3 separate regions of the Gossypium hirsutum genome follow, and all the other regions are linked to region 3. A link is a contact called in public Hi-C data. All regions are on one chromosome and are shown on one strand. Each heading gives the region's core, a stretch centred on a gene start, on an enhancer-like site or on the middle of the called end of the contact. The rest is flanking DNA. Distances are from core to core; before and after follow the strand shown.

Evidence for each region. Hi-C and Micro-C count contacts between places; a contact is called where the count stands out from the background.
Region 1: a contact with region 3 is called in a Hi-C map of leaf, with 2.3 times the contacts expected there. The contact joins the promoter of LOC107948895 here to the promoter of LOC107948911 in region 3. A contact is called at or near these places in 12 of 34 Hi-C or Micro-C datasets (callus, hypocotyl, leaf and 1 more).
Region 2: a Hi-C map of leaf shows a contact between it and region 3, with 3 times the contacts expected there. The contact joins the promoter of LOC107948888 here to the promoter of LOC107948911 in region 3. A contact is called at or near these places in 8 of 34 Hi-C or Micro-C datasets (callus and leaf).

Annotation. Positions count from the first base shown.
Region 1 is chrA04:72,782,197-72,785,409 of Gossypium_hirsutum_v2.1, forward strand. It overlaps LOC107948895 (pectin acetylesterase 5), which reads left to right and starts at 1,432. Exons shown (of 13, transcript XM_016883556.2): 1 at 1,432-1,556; 2 at 1,643-1,866; 3 at 1,955-2,037; 4 at 2,122-2,251; 5 at 2,351-2,430; 6 at 2,527-2,616; 7 at 2,758-2,882; 8 at 3,126-3,186. The coding sequence starts at 1,653. It also overlaps the pseudogene LOC107948044.
Region 2 is chrA04:73,492,334-73,495,324 of Gossypium_hirsutum_v2.1, forward strand. LOC107948888 (protein SRG1) reads right to left here and starts at 1,508. Exons shown (of 4, transcript XM_016883546.2): 1 at 1,239-1,508; 2 at 873-1,120; 3 at 459-783; 4 at 1-373. The coding sequence starts at 1,508. The coding sequence ends at 122.
Region 3 is chrA04:73,175,529-73,178,591 of Gossypium_hirsutum_v2.1, forward strand. LOC107948911 (expansin-A6) reads right to left here and starts at 1,522. Exons shown (of 3, transcript XM_016883572.2): 1 at 1,282-1,522; 2 at 756-1,074; 3 at 1-276. The coding sequence starts at 1,447.

The sequences.
Region 1 (3,213 bases), core at 182-2,681, 390 kb before region 3:
ATTCCTGAGGTTTCTTACTTCGTAATCTTGATATACATGGCTAAGAGAGTGCCAATAATTAGGACAATCAAATCAAACAATTTTGGGATAGATCATATTTAACTAAATGTTTTTGTACCTTTCTTCTTTGTTGTTTCCTGTAGGTTTTTACTCATTTCAGCTATGTTCTTGTAGCTTGAGGCCTTGCCTGTTGTTATTCAACAGAAAATATTATTATATGGATGCTTTTTGTTGCATACTCTGGGGTCAGTGATATCACTCTGGCACATCAAAGAAATCGTGTGTTAGTAGATAATTTGAAGGCATCAAACAAGGGTAGCAGTTTGTCAACCCTTATACCAGTGTCAATGTGAGATCAAACTTGAGGAAAAGGAAATCCATGGGAAATGCAGAGGCTAATAAACAGTCTTTTTACTGGACAAACTCGACAAACACCTCTTCAGCCTCTCAAACCTCAGGTAACTTTAACATCTTTGATCTTGGCTTTAGTGAAATAATTTGCAAAAATAACTAAATTATTTTGTTATAGACTTTCTCTTCAACCATGTTCATAAGGTTTAAGGAATTACTCTTTGCCAGAGAAGAGATCATTTATGCTAATGTGACATCCTATTGACATTATAATTCAGGTCTGCTTTATGAGATTTCAGCCATTGTTTTGACTTCATGACACATAAAGTGGAAGCTTTCGGTCTCCGTTAGCCCTTTCTTCTTCGTGTTGCTGACATTTGTTTCTTTTCTCTTTTGGAATGGGAGTGTAGTTCTAGGTATTATTCACTTTACCATACTATTTGTTTCCTTTACCTCCTTTCTTTTGTTTCTTCTTTCTCTTTCTGCCACTTAATGTCACAGGTGTGAAAGAAGCTCATGCAGTTTCTCCAAAATTTGCTCAAATAATGTATTTTAGTCTCATTTCTCTCTTTTTGCGGCTCCTCTGCATTTCACAGCAGGTCATGCTTCATTCCAGCATTAACAACAGCCAAAGCTGGCTTCTGACGGGTATTCTATATACAGTCCTTAATATCTTTATGATGAGAATGTTCGTTTTGGCCGTTCCACTGGGAACATGAACCCATGATCCAAAGGTTCATATGGTAGATAGGAAATACCAAAACCTTATGATACTGTGACTCGCACAGGTTTGCTAATTTTAGAATTTTATACTGGATCGTGTGTATTGGTGTCAGATTTAACCTTTACAAACGATTGTAATTTCATTCATGTCAAGCAAATGGATCTTTCATGTTTGATTTGCAGTCATGTAACCAAATGATGTTGGTAATGGTACACATACTTTAGGATTCATGCAGTTTTCCCATTTTTCTTGTCATTCATAACTTCCCAATATTATTTTCAGATGGTTTAATTGATATTGTGGCATAATTTTTGGGCACGAAAATTTTGAATATGATACAAAAACATGTTAGAAAATGATAAATTTCACACGTCAGAGTTAAAACATGTTTTAAAAATATGAAATTTTGATATGAACTAAAATTCATGTAGTTTAGAGATCTATCAAAGGACGCAGTATGGGCTTGTTGTGCTTTCCACTTGTGAGTCTAGTAATCCATTCGTTTTGTTACAATAAAGACAAACAAACGAAATACCTAACTCTCCACTGCAATTTGTTTTTTTGGAGCTTTGAAGCAATGGCAAATCCTAGGCTTCGTGGGTGGAGAAAGTGGGCGAAGAAGGATTGGGCGATCGCAGCCGTGGGATTCACTATCATCCTCTTCGCTCTCACTCTCCTCTTTGATTCTCGAAACCCCACGTCCTCCTCCTCCTCCTCTACCTTCAATCTCCCCTCCAACCACCATCTCATTCCTTTGACTTTGCTTCACAGAGCCAAAGCTACAGGCGCTTGTATCCTCCAAGATTCAAACTTTTAATTTTGGGTCTCTTATCAAATTTAATTATTAGCATTGACTTTTCGATTAATTCTTTTTTGCAGTTTGTTTAGATGGAAGTTTACCTGGATACCATTTTCAGAAGGGCTTTGGTTCTGGCTCTAACAATTGGCTTCTCCACATTGAGGTAATTTCTTTACTTTTCCCTTTTCCTTTTGGGGTTTTACAAGAATTTAACTTGGTTTTCGAATTTTACTTGTTTGATTTATAGGGTGGAGGTTGGTGTAATTCAATAGAAACATGCGAGATTCGAAAAAGAACAGCTTTGGGTTCCTCTAAGTACATGGATCCCCTAATTCCATTCGATGGGATTTTAAGCCATCAATCTTCGCAAAATCCTGGTATACTTTTTGCATCATTAGTTTCCTTTTTCTTTTTTTGGATAACTTATGCTGTTTAAAGAGTGTGCTTTCAAAATGGGTAATTTTTATTTTCTTCAGATTTTTACAATTGGAACATTGTTAAGATGCGTTACTGTGATGGTGCATCTTTAGCTGGCCACCCTGAAAGTGAGTTCAAGGTAAATTTGTTTTTTTTTTTTATTTGTTATTTTTTTTTACTGAAATAATTATTTGCTTTAAAAATATGGTTTAATTTTTCGGGTTTTTTTCCTTAGAATGGAACTAAGCTTTTCCTCAGGGGCCAACTCATTTGGGAAGCAATTATGAGTGAACTCTTATCACTTGGCTTGTCTAAGGCCAAACAGGTAGGTAGCTACTACACTGATGCTTTTTTTACAGTTTCATATTTAAAAGTGAAATTGTAAATAACGACATTGTTCACTCTTTTTCAATATCGTTATCGTTCAGTTGATAGTTGCAAGGTGATGGATTTGTGGACTTTGCAGGCACTTCTTACAGGATGCTCTGCTGGAGGTTTGGCAACTCTTATACATTGTGATGACTTTCGAGCGCATCTGCCAAAGGATGCCACTGTCAAGTGTCTTGCTGATGCAGGTTTTTTCCTTGATGAGTATGTTCTTTTTTTGTTGGTACAAGATCAATGCATTTTAAAATTTAAGCTAATTCTTTAACTGGTCATAATGTTCTATAATGTGTGGATATAAAACTACATCATATATGTATATACTTTTATGTATTTAATAATGTGTATTGCTTCGTTTGTCTGTATGATCCAAGGTAATGCATCCTAATTGAAGTTAGTCTTGAGTCTTGACTGTATATGTTAGTTTATTTTGTATTCTCTACATTGCAGGCCAGATATTCTTGGAAATCGCACCATGAGTAATTTCTACCATGATGTTGTCCAACTACAGGTTCAGTTTCAATCTCCATATATCATA
Region 2 (2,991 bases), core at 258-2,757, 320 kb after region 3:
CTCTTTGATGGTTACTGTTATTGATCTTTTCTATAAAAATGGAACAGAAACTAAAGCGAGAGTTTGAATCTATGCATCTGGTGTGTGCCTTGGTCCTCAAAACTCCCCATATTTGACTTTCTTAACCTTCAATCTTAGCCATCTGGGTATGTGCTTTGCCCTCCATTTTTTTATTCATGGAGCTTCTCAAATACTCCCCATATCTCACTTTTTTATAAAGCTGCTGTTTTGTTTTTGAGTCGACCATGTGACTTGGGGGCTCAATCTCTACCTCATCGTGCGGAAACAGGAATGATGCATAAGAAATTCTTGCCTTACTATAATTTGCAACTGCTCTTTGCTCAACACTCTTGTACTTGCCATTACTCCATATCTGACACACAAGTAAAATAATAAAAAAGTCAGCTCAAATTTTGTCTTTGCTTACACCAACACCAATGAAAACATGTTTTATTTACCTCAAAGACATCGCCGACATTCACCACCAGTGCATCTGGGATTGGATTAACCGGAACCCACTCGTTGTTATTCTTAATCTGCAATCCACACACATCATCTTCCTGCATAAGTATGGTTATAGTGCTTGTGTCTGAATGTGGGCTAACACCTAGTACTTGGTCAGGTTTGGAGCAGGGAGGGTAGTAGTTCACTCGGTAAGCTTGCACCAATTGTTTATGCAGTCCAAGCAGAGCTTCCTTGTCCATTCCCATGATCAGAGAAAATGATTGAAAGAGCTCAGTTGCAACTTTTCGGATTGCATTTGAATATTCTTTTATGATTTCCCTATATGACAATATATTTGAATTAACATAGCGCAAATACAACTGGAAAATGCAAGTGCTATGATTCGGCCATATCATCTGAATACATACTGGATCCCTTTTGGTGAATTGGGCCAAAACTTGAGCTTCCTATAATGTGAGGGGTGAACCAAAAGTATGAGTGCATCCGACCAGTCCAGTATTTGATCTTCGGAAACGACATATGCATGCCCATACCCTTGTATGTCGTCTGAGGGCATGGCATACTTGTTTTTCTCTTCTAGTGAAAGCTTAAAAAACTCGGCTGCAGCATCCTTCATTTTCTGCGATACTTGCTTTGCAACTCCATGATTTACCACCTGCCAAAATTCCATCAATTGTAACTCTAAAAAGGCGGCCAACTTTTCTTTGTCATACTTGAAATATTGTTCATTTTTTACACCCTACCCTTCATATTCTTTCACTAACAATACATACCTGAAAGAAACCCCATTCTCGGCAAGCCAGATCCAGTTTGTTTAGCTCCTCATTGTTTCCCATTAACAGCAAAGACAAATCAATGACAGGAATAAATGAAGAAAGATATGACGTATCAGTATCTTTTGGCCTATCTTCCACTTTCCTAACATATCTTTGTGGAACCTGAAAAGGATCCTTCCTCACCAGCTCTTGAACATTAGGAACTGGAATTGATGGAGCATAAGTGGGTGCCTCTTCATTGTCTAGAAAGGTTCCATTTGAACCCATGGTTTCCCGTATTGTGGAGACCCTGGCACATTTTCTTCCTATTTATAGTCTACTGCTTAAGTTAGCCGCCCTTGCTAATTTTTTAACCGTTAGCTCTAGTGGATATTACTCTTCCCCTAAAAGAAAGATTCCTAATTAGATATTGTATTAACCCGAAATTTGGTTTTATTATAATGTAATTTACATGGATGGGATATTAGTTTACTAAGGCTTTCTCCCCCTATGCATTTGGGATCCGTTCGATAAAACGAAAATTTTCACCTCAAGATATCTGGAGTTATGGATATTAGACAATAGCTATACCATTTTAGTAGTTTAGGTCAGTTGTCATACTGAATTTGGGTTTTTCCGTTTTCTTCTTTTATGGACGGCAGAGGAGAATTATACATTGTTAAACACTACAACTTATGTACTTTTCGATGTGTCATTGTCAATAGAGGCAAGCCCCTTTCGAGCTCCAAGTGTTAATCTATTTGCTCCTTACTTAGAAACTGTTGGAACGTTGAGACACCCTATGTCGCAAAGGAAAAATAATTTCGGCGATAATAATTTATGAATATTCATGTACAAGAACGGATACGGGTTGAGAAAGATTGAAATTATATTCTAAACGCTCTAAAACTGCATTGGTATGGGGTTGATTCCTCTCACGATGTCACAACCCTTAGTTGCAATGAAAGAGTCCTAGCCTCTACGTTTCTACGTGATCCACCCGACAACTACGACCGGAAAAATCCCCTAAAAAACCTATTTCAAGAATTTTTGCTCAAAAATTGAAATCACACAAAGTTAGCTGTGTTTCTATTTTGACAAGTCCTTTTTGTTTCTATTCAAAACGACTTGAATGTAAGGATTAAAGATTAATATCCTTTCCTTTTATTCAAAAACATGTTTTGAATGCACACAATCACATATAACAATTATTAAAGGATTGCCATAAAATGATATTCTCTCTAAAAGAAGATGATTATTTGAAATCTCTTAAAATAATCATTAACTGAAAATCACTAGATATCTAATTGGTAATTTCGGGCTCAGCCACAAAGTTATTTCACTATAGTATTGTAGCTGGGCTCTCCCCAATTACATAACATTACAAAAGTTACTCGACCAGTGCTCATCCAATAATGTTATCATAAGTGTGTTACCCTCATATGATATTCTTAATCTCTTTAGGATAAATACATTCTTCCAATATAACCCTATTTTATTTCATGGTAATCATTACATCTTCCTTCATGAAAAGTAATTACTATCAAATAGTAATTAAGTCATCCATCATAAAGACAAATGACCCGTGACCACGTTTGCTTTTCATCTATCATGTAATACCAATGAGAGGATATCATTTACCCATTCCTTGGGCTATGAGTTCCACTATTGTGAATGATGCTACATACTGCAAAAGTCCCAATACACCAACTTTTGATTCCTTATCTATTTGAACTCAGGCTTCTACTTATATCAAAGTATACAAGTCATG
Region 3 (3,063 bases), core at 272-2,771:
CCGAACTGCCAATTAGCTGGTGCCACGTTCCAGGAGGTGGAGGTTCTTCTATCACTGCCCGTCACTCTAAACGAGAGTTGTTGGCCTACCAAAACGGCGTTGGACTGCCAGTTCTGACCCCAGTTACGGCTCATGCTCAACCAACCGGTGTTGGTTCCTTTCACGCTCACCTTCACAATATCCCCCGCACCCGCCACGTTGGTGACCAAAACCAAGTTGAAATAACGGAATCCGTTGATAGTGAATCTAATTCCACCTTGCTTTCGGCATGGCACTCTGTCAATCAATCAATAATTTAATAAGAAGGGTGTTTGTGGAAATTACATAAATTGAAAGCCCTTTTTTCCTGCATTAATGATGGTATGTCGTCAATTTTGTCGTTTAAGGAGGATGTCTGAATGGGCGGAAAATCTTGGTGATCCCCAAATTTACAGTACTGCCCTGGTAATCATTGGGAATCGAGAGAGGAGGGGTGTTTGGGTCATTCCAGGCGTCACAGGAAAACCGTTGGATCTAAGTGTGGGTAAAGGATATTAAATTCTGGATTGATTCTCAAAATCTCAACAGACCCCGAGATAATGAGGTCATAAAGGGCGATTCTTTTGAGGCCCTCCTTTTGCCTTTCCCAAGGAAGTACGTAAAAAGTTATTTTAATTAAAAACAATACTGTGTTTGGTTCCTAAATGTATACACATTTCACCACCCTTCTCTTCGTAAAAATACTAATAAATGGAAGAGTAATGAGGGAGACTGACCTGCGGAAGGAAACGGGGACAATACCAGCACGGTACTCGGCGATCTTAAGGAACATAGGCATGGCAAGGTCAAAGTGAGGGCGAGGAGGGTTACACCAGCCGCCATTATCACTTGGGAGAGCATAGTTAGGAGGGCAAAAGTTAGTAGCAGTAATAAAAATGGAAGGGTTGCCTGGGTGGCACCATCTTGGGTCATCCGTGCACTTGATCTCAAAGCAAGCTCCGCAGCTTAGCCCATTGTTGAAAATGGCTGTGCTTAATGCTGCAGTGTTCACGCCATACCCTTGGCTGTACAGATTCCCATACCCACATGCACCGCCTTAACAAACAAAAAAGGGAAACAATTGAAGGCATTTTAATGGACATGAAGAAAATAATGCAATGCAATAAAATAAAAAAAAAGAAGACGAAACAGAGATTTTGTTGGAAAATGCATGTTAACAAAATGGGTTATTTTTTTACCGCTTTGCACTAGAAGTAAAACAAAATATTAAATGTTATAAGATTAATAGAAAGAAAGAAATACCCATAGTTCCAGAAGCATCACTGCCACCATAAAAAGTAGCATGGGCAGATTCCCAAGAGCCACCAGTGTAAACTCCAGGGATTCTTGCATTCACCATGCCAAAAAGGCACATCAATGAAGCAAAGCATAGCAGTGTCAAGGAAGAAGAAGAAGCGTCAACAGCCATTGTTTTATTTAAAGAGGAAATTATGAGGTAAAAGAAAGAAAGGGTGATTCGTTAACTTTGGGGCGAATGGAAAGCGGGAAGAAAGTTGGGGGGGTACTTATTGAGGAACCGGAAGAGTGAAGAGTGGGGGCCCACAATAAATGAATGCAGTCCATTTCTCATTAACCCCATTTTTCTGCAATTAAAATTCAAACCTCACAACTTTTATTATTACTATTTAAGACATGTTTGGTTTTGTTCCTAAGACTCCGAAATTTGAAGGCCATGTGGCTCACACATGGGCAGTTCTTAATTTTGTTTTAGTCAAAGAGTGGTGCAAAAATTGAAGACCTAATTACCATAATTGGAATGCTTGCACATGCATCCTTCACGTAAGATGGTACTAGAAAGTTTAAGCTTTTTGATTTCACACATAAATCAGTTCTTTTTAGAAGAATCTTTAAAATAAGGTTTAATTATTCAGATTGAAACATTGAAATGCAACACTCATTTGCTTATGGAGAAAATAGCGGTGAAGGCTCAAGTAAAAAAGTCAATATCTCGGATAGGTGTCTCAAAGGTGTTGTTTGAAGAGATGTTTAAATAGGTGTTTGAACAAAAAGTAAATCAGTCCTAACAAGTTCAGAGACATATTAGGAGAATGGAGATAGTACAAGTGTGAAATCATAAATTAAACAAAAAAAAAAGTTAAACTAATACCTAATTATGTAGGTGATTCTTTTTTGTTCACACAACTATAAAAATTCTCAATTTAATCATTAAATTTTTTTCAAAATTTGATTTTGTAGTCTACTGTTAAATGGGTAATGAAAATCTAATAATTTTTAGATTTCTACGTGGGTAAGTAAAGTAGTTTATTGTTTCCTCTTCACTTGACTTAGCCGTCGTCGCCCTACTCCGGTGGCTATTCCTATCCATTTACTTCATTTTATTGAAGGAAAGTAATTCCTCCCATATTGTCACAACAAATATGCATTGGAAAGTAAGTAATGAACCACATAATTAAACATTTTCTATTACTATATTGATAATACAATTTCACAAATAAAGTAGGTGGGACTTTAAAGATGCTACCAATTGAATTCTAAACTTTCAATTTCCAATATTATAAAACATTTAATTGATTCATCAACATTCACAAAATTTATAAGAAATTACTGAATTATTTGAAATATATGCAAACTAATATATATTAAAGTATTGAAAATTGGCACTAGAAGATAAACAGAGGGGTTATTTGCAGCATAAACCCCTTCGTATTATTTATTTTTATAAGGCTTTCTACTTTCTTTTATTTACTAATCTAGCCCTTTCAATTTTATAGTTATTCTTAATTCAAAAATGACTTAATAATATTATTTACATTAATCAGTATATATTTTCACTTAATTATGAAACAAAATTGTCTTGTTTTTTCTCTGTTATTTATAAAAGGTTAATTTTATGACTGATTAATTAATTGAATTTTTTAATTATATTTAAATATTTAACTAATAAATATTAAAAATTATATTTTAATTTTAAATAAATATACATAATGCTCAATAAATATTAAAAATTATATTAGAATAAATAATAAGGGTGCGTTTGGTTCATCAAATCCTAGATTACGTTTA